Linked DNA regions of Mus musculus: all the other regions are linked to region 3. A link is a contact called in public Hi-C and HiChIP or PLAC-seq data. All regions are on one chromosome and are shown on one strand. Each heading gives the region's core, a stretch centred on a gene start, on an enhancer-like site or on the middle of the called end of the contact. The rest is flanking DNA. Distances are from core to core; before and after follow the strand shown.

Region 1 (2,700 bases), core at 95-2,594, 130 kb before region 3:
TCTCAGAGAGGGAAGTACAGGCCTGGAGGCCTGAAAGCCACAAGCGACAGAACAAGGTCACAGAAGGGAACACAGCCGCAGATTGTACGGTGACATTCAGACAGGGAGGGATCCAGGTGGTGGAGCAGACCTAGAGGTTTTCTGTTATGTGCTGGCAGGACCCACTCACAGTTTAAGAAGTGGTATTGAGGTAGAAGAGTACTGGGAGACAAGAGGCTCTGAAAAATGATTGCAGCTGAAGGTGTAGTTCTCCCCAGTACCTTCCTTTTGGGTTTTCTCTCTTGGAAACCCCCGCCCATTCCACTCCCCTTTTTATGCCAGGGTAGCTCCTACTCTCCTCAGGACCTTATGCAGGGCCAGGCATGATGGAGACACTTCCTAGGCTTGAGCTGAACCATGCAAGAGCAAAGTGCCTGCTCCAAGATCCCCACCTGTTGCCATTGGCTCTGCTCATGATTCTGGCTGGAGCACTGGCTCTTGATGGGTGACTCCGCCTCTCAGGGGACACTTGGCAATGTTTGAAGACACATTCTACTTCAGCTGTAACTAGAGAGAAGTGACCACGCTGCTGCTGTTTCCTCACAGGGCACAGGGTGACCCATGACACAGAATGACCTGGCCCCAAATGCCAGTAGCTCTGATGTTGAGAAAACCTGCACTGGATCTAAATGCCTATTCCACTGTTTCCCTAATATTTTGCTCTAAATTAATTCCTTTTTTTCATTAGCACATATTAATTGTGTCAAATAATGGGTTTCATTGTGACATTTTCATACAGTGTGTAATATACTTGGATTAGATTCCCCTTCCCCCTCCCCTCCCTTAATATATCTCTGCAAATGACTTCACTTTTTAAATGAAGACAAAAAAAAGTAAGAAGGAAAGACAGACTGTGAGTAGAGTGCTTACTGAGCCAGAGTGAACCCCTGTGCTCCATTCCTAGCCCTGCAAAAACACACAAATAAAAACAATAAAACATAAAGTAAAATTAAAACCAAGGCCACTTATGGCTCCCCTATTGAACAAACCAATGCGACTTCTGATAAATGAAGACTGCTGAAGATAAAGTCTCATAAAAGAAAACCAGTTATTCCACTGCTGAGTGTCACAGCCACCCGAGGTCCTGTGCCTGACGCTTGCTTTCACGCTCTTAAAAACAGAGTTTAATCAGCATCATGAAGACCTGAGGAATTAGGTTAAAAGAATTTGAAAAGAAAACACAGTATGATTCTGAATCAGAAAAAAGATATGAAAATGACTCAGATGGCCTTATTAGGACAGCTGACAAGCTCGACATGTGGACTGTGAGTTAAGTCACTGGGAGGCGTCTGTCTGCATTACATAACTTTGTGTGGTTATATTCAGACGTGCCCTTGCTCTTAGCAAACACATGAAACACGTAAGAACAGAATAAACAATCACAGTATTGGCAAATTATCCTCAATTCATTTAAAAAGTAACTTAATTACAGTGTATAGTTACTGCTTATGGTCTGGGTGTCTACACATGTGGTGTGCAAATGTGGAGGTCGGCTTACACGTCTGGGAGTTGTTCTGTCCTTTCACTGAAATCCAGGAGTCACACTCAGCTCACTAGGCTTCCAGGCAAGCACTTTTACCTGCTGTGCCATCTTGCTGGCCCTCAATGCTTTTCTTAAAAAATGGCGATCTAGTTGCACACGAATAAATAAATAAATATAAATGGACACTGAAAGAGAGGTACCCAGAGAAGAAAAATATCATAAAAGTATTAACACTTAGATCTAGCAAGAAGAGAAACTGGTGTATTGCTTTTGTAACTTTACTCCATTTTTTCTTTTTAATCTTTTTTGAGACCCACCCTGAGTCTCAGGTAGACTAGGCTGGCCTGGAACACATTAGAACTGAAGATGAAGATGACCCCAGACTTGTAAACCTTCTGCCCCCACCTCTCCAGTGCTCAGATAACAGGCATCCACTACTTTTCCTGCTTTGTGCTGGGCTGGGAGGGGAAGTCAGGTTTCAGGTTGTGAAGTGAGTCCTCTGCCTAGTCCCCACTTGTGTGCCTCACATTTATCCAAAATTAAAAGTTAAAAGCAGAGTTGGCACAGGTTGGAGAAATATCTCAGGGGGAAAAGTGTTTGCCTTGCAAGTACAAAGATCCTCAGGTCCCACATTAAAAAAAAAAAAAAAAATGCTAGGCATTTAAATCCTTAATGCCAGGGAAACAAAAACAGACAGTTCCTTATAGCTTGCTAGCTGCCTAGTCTACCTGACAAACTCTAGACCAGTGAGAGGATTTGTTTCATTAAGGGGGTGGGGGGAGAGGGAGAGGGAGGAAAGATGGAGTAACATTAACTTAGGCAGTGCCCCAGCCTCTGTAAGCACGTCCATCTGTCCATCTGCCCACCACCTGAATGCATGTATGCAACTGGGAAAGAGAGGGGACTCTCTCGCTGCCCCGTCAGTGTGCTCTGGCCCGCCAGATGCTTCTGCTGGCTCAGCAGTTGGCAGCTCCTCTTCAGTTTATGAAAACATTACCCGCTAGACTCAGTTTCCACAGCTGTGAAACAGTGAGAAATAATGTAAGCTGGTGCCAACACGCCCTCTGAAGTCTCTAGAAAGCACTGACTCCACCTGCCACCCACACCCTGTTCCCATTCTTGGGGAAATTCCAAACAACAACGCAAAGAGGTCATTGGATCCCAAGAGCCTTCCATTC
Region 2 (2,937 bases), core at 210-2,709, 170 kb before region 3:
AGTTCATGTCAGTCAAATGCTCGCTATCTGATAGAATCTATCGCTAAGCTACAGCCCAGACCTTGTTATTACAAGATCTTACTCTATAGTGAAGCTGACCTGAACTCAGGCTGGCCCAGGTTAGGAACTCTCCTGTCTTTGTCTCCCAAGAGTATGACTGCAGAAGTGCACCACCCACTCCTATGCATCTGAGTTAATTCTTTCATTTCTTGTGTGTGTGTGTGTGTGTGTGTGTGTGTGTGTGTGAGAGAGAGAGAGAGAGAGAGAGAGAGAGAGAGAGAGAGAGAGAGAGAGTTTGCGCGCACATGCGCGCCACAGTACCCACGTGGAGGTCAGGAGACAATGTATGGGAGTTGGTTCTCTCCTTCTACTCTGTGGGTCCCTAGGGATCAAGCAAAGGTAGTTAGGCTTGCTAGCAAACATTTTACCCACTAAGCTGTCTTGCTGGTGATGTAGGCATTCAGATTCAGGTCTTTATGTTTGTGAAGCAAGTACTTCACATTAAGCCATCTTCCCAGCACCCCCGGAGTGAGCTCTTTTAGATGGAATGGGTTTAATCTGCTCTTCTCTGGTCTTTCCAGCTTCCCATTGAAGATGATTCAAGAAGTCCCAAAGCAGAGCTAAAATCAGCCTTCCAGCCTCGCCACCGCCCACCCTTGCTCCTCTGGGAACTGCCAGTGGTGAGCAGGCCAGGATGAAGCCTGAGATATGAGGAAGTGCACTGAGAACACATTCTCCATGTCTTAGAACTTGTACGTGAACCCAGAGATACTGGATGGTCTGGTAGACTGTAGAGGCCTTGGCTCTCAGGCATGGATAAGGGAGCCTGATGGAGGCGTGCCTGCGCACACTATGTCTTGTTGGATAAATTCAGTCTCCAAGAGACTGGACACTAATCAACTGCAATTAAAAAGCCAGGCAGATGATTCAATCAACAAAGTGGCAATCCCTCAGCACTCATGTTCTCTCTACCCCTAACCCCCTATGGGTTCTACAGACTGCACACTCACAGTTCATCCGGCTTGAGTGGCAAGGGCCTCGAGCTGCTGAGCCAGGTTATGTTTTAAAGTCTGACTCCCTTAGGGTAATGGAAACCTTTCTGCAATGATCAGGTCTAAACAGCAAACTACTTTATGTACTGTACCTAGCACTTGTTTTGTTTTTGTTTGTTTGAGACAGGAGTTCTCCACCTAGCCCTGGCCATCCTGGAACTCGCTGCCTCTACCTTCGGAATGCTGGGATTAAAGGTGTGCACTACCATGCCCAGATGCATCTTAAAACCAATGGCAGGCTGGAGTCTTATAGAGAACAAGGGAAAGAAAGCATTGAGAACACTGGATTCCTCTGGCAGATCTGGCTGAATTTAAAAGTCCTCATCTACAGTTAACTCAGCCAAGATCACGGCTCCAGCAGCAGGCAGGGTTGCCGGCCTTGAGCTGTATGTAACCCTGTCTTTAAACACAACCACATGGATGACATCATTTGTTTGCTCTTGGCTACTGGACTGGAAAACTATTAAGGCAACATCTGCTTTGCTTTGTGATTGAATCTGGGGGCAAAGGGCAGGTCTCCATGGCCTTCAGATAGTGACTGCTCTCAAGTTGCAGCCACTGCCGATTTTCCCACTCCTGAGGACTCTGGTCATGGGAACCGAGTCCTTGTCCAGAACCTCTGACTTTGCCTCCAGCAGGTGCAGTCCATGGTGGTTGCTGTAGGGTTGTGTTTTGAATACAGCTCGACAGCATTTGACATGATTTGGTTTTTCTTTTGTTTGTCTCTACCAGGATGATACCCCAACCATGAGCACACCCCTTATTCTCCTAGGCCAGTGTTTCTCAGTTCGTGGGTTGCAACCCCTTTGGGGAGGTTAAATGACCCTTTCACAGGGATCACATATCAAATATTCTACATATCAGATATTTACATTATGATTCATAACAGTAGCAAAATTACAGTTATGAAGTAGCAACACAATAACTTTATGGTTGCAGTCAGCACATGAGGACCTGTATTAAAGGGTCCCAGCATTAGGTACCTTTAGAGCCCTTCCCTAGGGCCAAGAACACCTAGCAGGCCACTTTCTAGATGCGTGTTAAATAGGTCATAGTGTTTCTCAACTAGGGGGATGGGCGGTAGAGTGGGGGATGGGGAGCACGCAGATAAGGAGGAGCAAGGTGGCCATCTAGTAATGGAGGTTTGGAACCTGACACTGCCTCAGGCCTTCTCATGATGTCAGCGTTGGTCATGGGAGTAAATGCTTCTGGAAACTCTCTCTCACTCTGATTCTCTCCTCCCCAGCCCCCCTGCATGTGTGCATGTACATGTGTCCATGTCCTGTGTACAGGTGAACACGCCTGAGGAGGCTCTGGAACCCGCAGTCCAGGCTCCAGCAGAGAGGAGCTTGGCCTGGATTCCTGACACACAGTCTTTTAGTGAACAATATAGCAAATTCATGACTAGGTCATTATTTTGTATATTATATATAACTTTATATTTTCCATTCTTTAATATATTTTATATTAATAGATATCTATATTTTATATTATGTTACTTTATATTTTATAGGTATCAGTTTATTGTACATTAACATATTCATACTTTATATTGTTACTTTATGTTTTATAGATATCAGTTTATTATACATTAATATATTTATATTTTATATTAAGTTATATATTTTCTATTTATTATCAATTATATATTCATATATTATATGTGTACCATATATTAATACATTTTAAAATTGCATGTATTATTTTATATATTATTTTCTATTTACTAATAATAAATAATTAATAATTATTAACTTATTAGATTTTATATTATGTACTAGTTTATATTCATTTATGTATTATATTTTAATATATAAAGTATTGATATTTATCAATATATTATATTAATATATTTTATATGTTATTTATTATTTTACATTTTATC
Region 3 (2,700 bases), core at 97-2,596:
TAAGACTCTTAACCATCCCTGTTTAGTAACAAGAGGCCTTGCAGTACAAGTACTAAGTGAAGGAGAAGAGCTAGATTTCACTTTTTAAAGCCAGCTCACAAACTCCATGACTAATACAGCCCTGTGCTGTGTGTTTCTTTGCATCCTTTGTATTTACTTTTAATAGGATGCTCAGAAGACATTTTCTGACACCATGGGGCTCTCACAGCAGTGACAGGGGACAGGAAGTCTGGATAAAATAGAATGGATCTCCCATTCTTCTTACTAGCCATTATGCACACCTTCACTTTAATTTCAACAAATAAGTAGGAAACTTTTATATAAAATGTGATACTTACATCAAGGTACTAGCATCACAGGCAGGGGTCTTTTTCTGAGGCCTGAGCTCAGAAGGAAGCCCCTGAACTAACTTCTTCCCCTGTGACTGAAAAGTAAATCTTCCCAGCAAAGAAATCTGGAAAGTTAGCACCCTGTACTCACACCAGAGGGCCTGAGGTAAGTTCTCAGCACCCACATTGTCGGCTCATGGCTGCCTGCAAACTCTAGGTCCTGAGATCCAACAGCTGTGGCCTCCGTGGCGTCTGTACACATGTATACCCACCAACCCACACACAGATACATAATTTGATATTTAAAACATAAAATTAATGAGGGAATCTCTGAGGAAGGCTTTTTCCTAGTTTTACAGTTTCATGATTGAAGTAATAGTGGAAGTAAAATACTAGTAGTCATCACCAGTTTAAACATTCGTTTTGAAGGAAAGTAGAATAATTTGTCACTTTACCTCTTCAGTATACATTTTTCTTGCTATGATTTGCCTGTAGCAAATCTCATTTGGCCACTAAACTGCTTGATAGACAGATATTAGACATGAGCCAACTTGACCCTCCATGCCCAACCCAGGAGATACATTTCTGTGGACTGCCTTGCTTTGTACAGTCAGGCCCCTCACTGCATCCTGCTCAGACGAGCCCAACCATTTGACTATCTTAATTACTCCAACATCTGTTTGGAAGAAGCTGAAACCAAGGTCTGCTTATTGCCCTGCACCTTGTTCTGTCAGTAGATCATCAGTTCTGAGGCGTGGTCTCATTTCCGTCTACTCTCACCCCAGCTCGCCCAGCCTAGATGAGACTGCTTGGCTTTGGGTTATGGTTTTCAGGATCTCCTCACCCCTCATGAACCTGCAGTTTGCCTCACCCTTGCGCTACAGTTAAATAACCAATCCTGGCTCCTGCCTCTGCCTCGAAGCCTGCTGCAAGTTCCCCCGCTCCCCCGCCCCCTCCTCTTACACCCAGCCCTGCAGCGTGATGAGTCAGCATCTCCAGGCCCTGGCTACGAGCCATCCTGTTTCCCAGTGTCCTTTCCACTTGTTTTGTAACACACTGCTCAGTGTCCCTCACACTAAGCCAGAGCTGTGCTTCGTGTTGGCTTGCTCAGCTCATGCCAACTGTTCTTTGTGATTAATATACTTTTAAAGTGAAATTTTCAATACTGGTCATTTTAACTTGAAAAGCTGAAATTTTATATAAGTATTGTGTAAGTTATTATATGTAAGATCTTCTGTGTTAGATATTAATCTTAATTTTATTATCTTCAACTATTTAGGAAGCAAGGAAAAGTAACTAAGACACTTTTAATACCAAAATATTTGCCACGTTCACCAGACACAGGTTAATCACTAGATCACCTACCCTTTTTCATAGTAGCAATTAAGATAAATTTTTTTTATTTGACAAAAATAGAGCAAGTTCAAAACATTTCTAATTAACACAATTTGGGTTTTGTGGTTTTTAACAAGAAGTTTTAAATTAAAATTTCAAAATCTGTCTCCTTGTAAAAATTCATAGGAAAGCTCATGAATACTAGCCCTGAGAGCGCGTGAGACACGGCAGGCACCTCAGAGTCAGTAAGTAAATCTTTCACCGTGATGGAGGCAACAGAAAGTTGTTCATGATCTCACTTACCTGATGCAACTTTAAAACATGATGCTGTGCACACAGACTACTCCTACTACCCTGCAGTCATGCTGTGTGCAGAGACCATCAAGGCACCCTCCTGTCTAGAAATTTAAATTTAGGAAATGAGGAATAAAGTTTATGTACAAAACCCCACCAGAATATCATTATGCAAACATTGGAAACAAGCAAGCAATAAATGGTGGCTACTGAGAGCTGTGTGGCACCATTAGCAGATACAGCCTACAGCTGAGACTACGTTGCAGTCTCATCACTGTGTAGACTATGACAACACAACAGAGTGCAAAGCAGAACCAGAGGCTGTGCCAGTGTGCAGCCATTGTTTTCCCCTTTGGTTCTCTTTCTTTTTCATATTTCCCTGTTTCATATGACTCAGGACACAGACTGCTTAGAGAAAGATGTGAACCATGCATGAGCAGGTGGACTGTACCCTCGTCTGCCACCTTCGGCAGGGCGCTTTGTACATGCACAGTATTTGGGATTCATACACTGCGATTGGGGCTTTCACAGCGGATACAGTGCTTCTTGTATGAAGTATACCAGTGCATGTCAGCACTTCCTTTAGGAACCACAGGGTTAAGCTCTGTTCTGTGTTTAGGGACTTCTCGGGGGACAGTGTAATAAATTGCTTTAGTTCCTTGTTTCCAAAAAATAAACTGTTCAAATGTGAGTTCGATTTTGCTTTCCTAGCTCTGTGGTTTTGCTTTGTGAAAGATGTAAG

What was found. A called contact is a pair of places that touch in the nucleus more often than the background predicts. HiChIP or PLAC-seq counts read pairs in DNA pulled down with a chosen protein or histone mark.
Region 1: a contact with region 3 is called in an H3K27ac HiChIP or PLAC-seq map of embryonic fibroblasts, with 13 read pairs. The contact joins two enhancer-like sites. A contact is called at or near these places in 1 of 15 datasets of contacts at CTCF or cohesin (the NIH/3T3 cell line), 1 of 484 Hi-C or Micro-C datasets (the MC3T3-E1 cell line) and 6 of 115 datasets of contacts at active chromatin or transcription factors (the NIH/3T3 cell line, bone marrow-derived macrophages, cardiomyocytes and 3 more).
Region 2: a Hi-C map of cerebral cortex shows a contact between it and region 3, with 1.9 times the contacts expected there. The contact joins two enhancer-like sites. A contact is called at or near these places in 1 of 15 datasets of contacts at CTCF or cohesin (the NIH/3T3 cell line), 8 of 484 Hi-C or Micro-C datasets (bone marrow-derived macrophages, cerebral cortex, cortical neurons and 2 more), 7 of 115 datasets of contacts at active chromatin or transcription factors (bone marrow-derived macrophages, double positive thymocytes, embryonic basal ganglia and 3 more) and 1 of 9 other capture datasets (embryonic stem cells).

The regions. Positions count from the first base shown.
Region 1 is chr16:13,239,212-13,241,911 of GRCm38.p6, forward strand. No RefSeq gene overlaps it. Among named protein-coding and RNA genes, the nearest start is that of Mrtfb, 16 kb to the right of the region's middle. Within about 2 kb of position 1,345, at least 72 of the 459 cell types and tissues checked have an H3K27ac peak or open chromatin away from gene starts, as enhancers often do. A contact at or near this core is called in the NIH/3T3 cell line, bone marrow-derived macrophages, embryonic fibroblasts and 1 more, where this site is marked.
Region 2 is chr16:13,204,517-13,207,453 of GRCm38.p6, forward strand. No RefSeq gene overlaps it. Among named protein-coding and RNA genes, the nearest start is that of Gm32596, 47 kb to the left of the region's middle. Within about 2 kb of position 1,460, at least 67 of the 459 cell types and tissues checked have an H3K27ac peak or open chromatin away from gene starts, as enhancers often do. A contact at or near this core is called in cerebral cortex, liver and pancreatic cancer cells, where this site is marked.
Region 3 is chr16:13,370,850-13,373,549 of GRCm38.p6, forward strand. The region is part of intron 3 of Mrtfb (myocardin related transcription factor B); the gene reads left to right. Among named protein-coding and RNA genes, the nearest start is that of Gm15738, 50 kb to the right of the region's middle. Within about 2 kb of position 1,347, at least 199 of the 459 cell types and tissues checked have an H3K27ac peak or open chromatin away from gene starts, as enhancers often do. A contact at or near this core is called in the NIH/3T3 cell line, bone marrow-derived macrophages, cerebral cortex and 4 more, where this site is marked.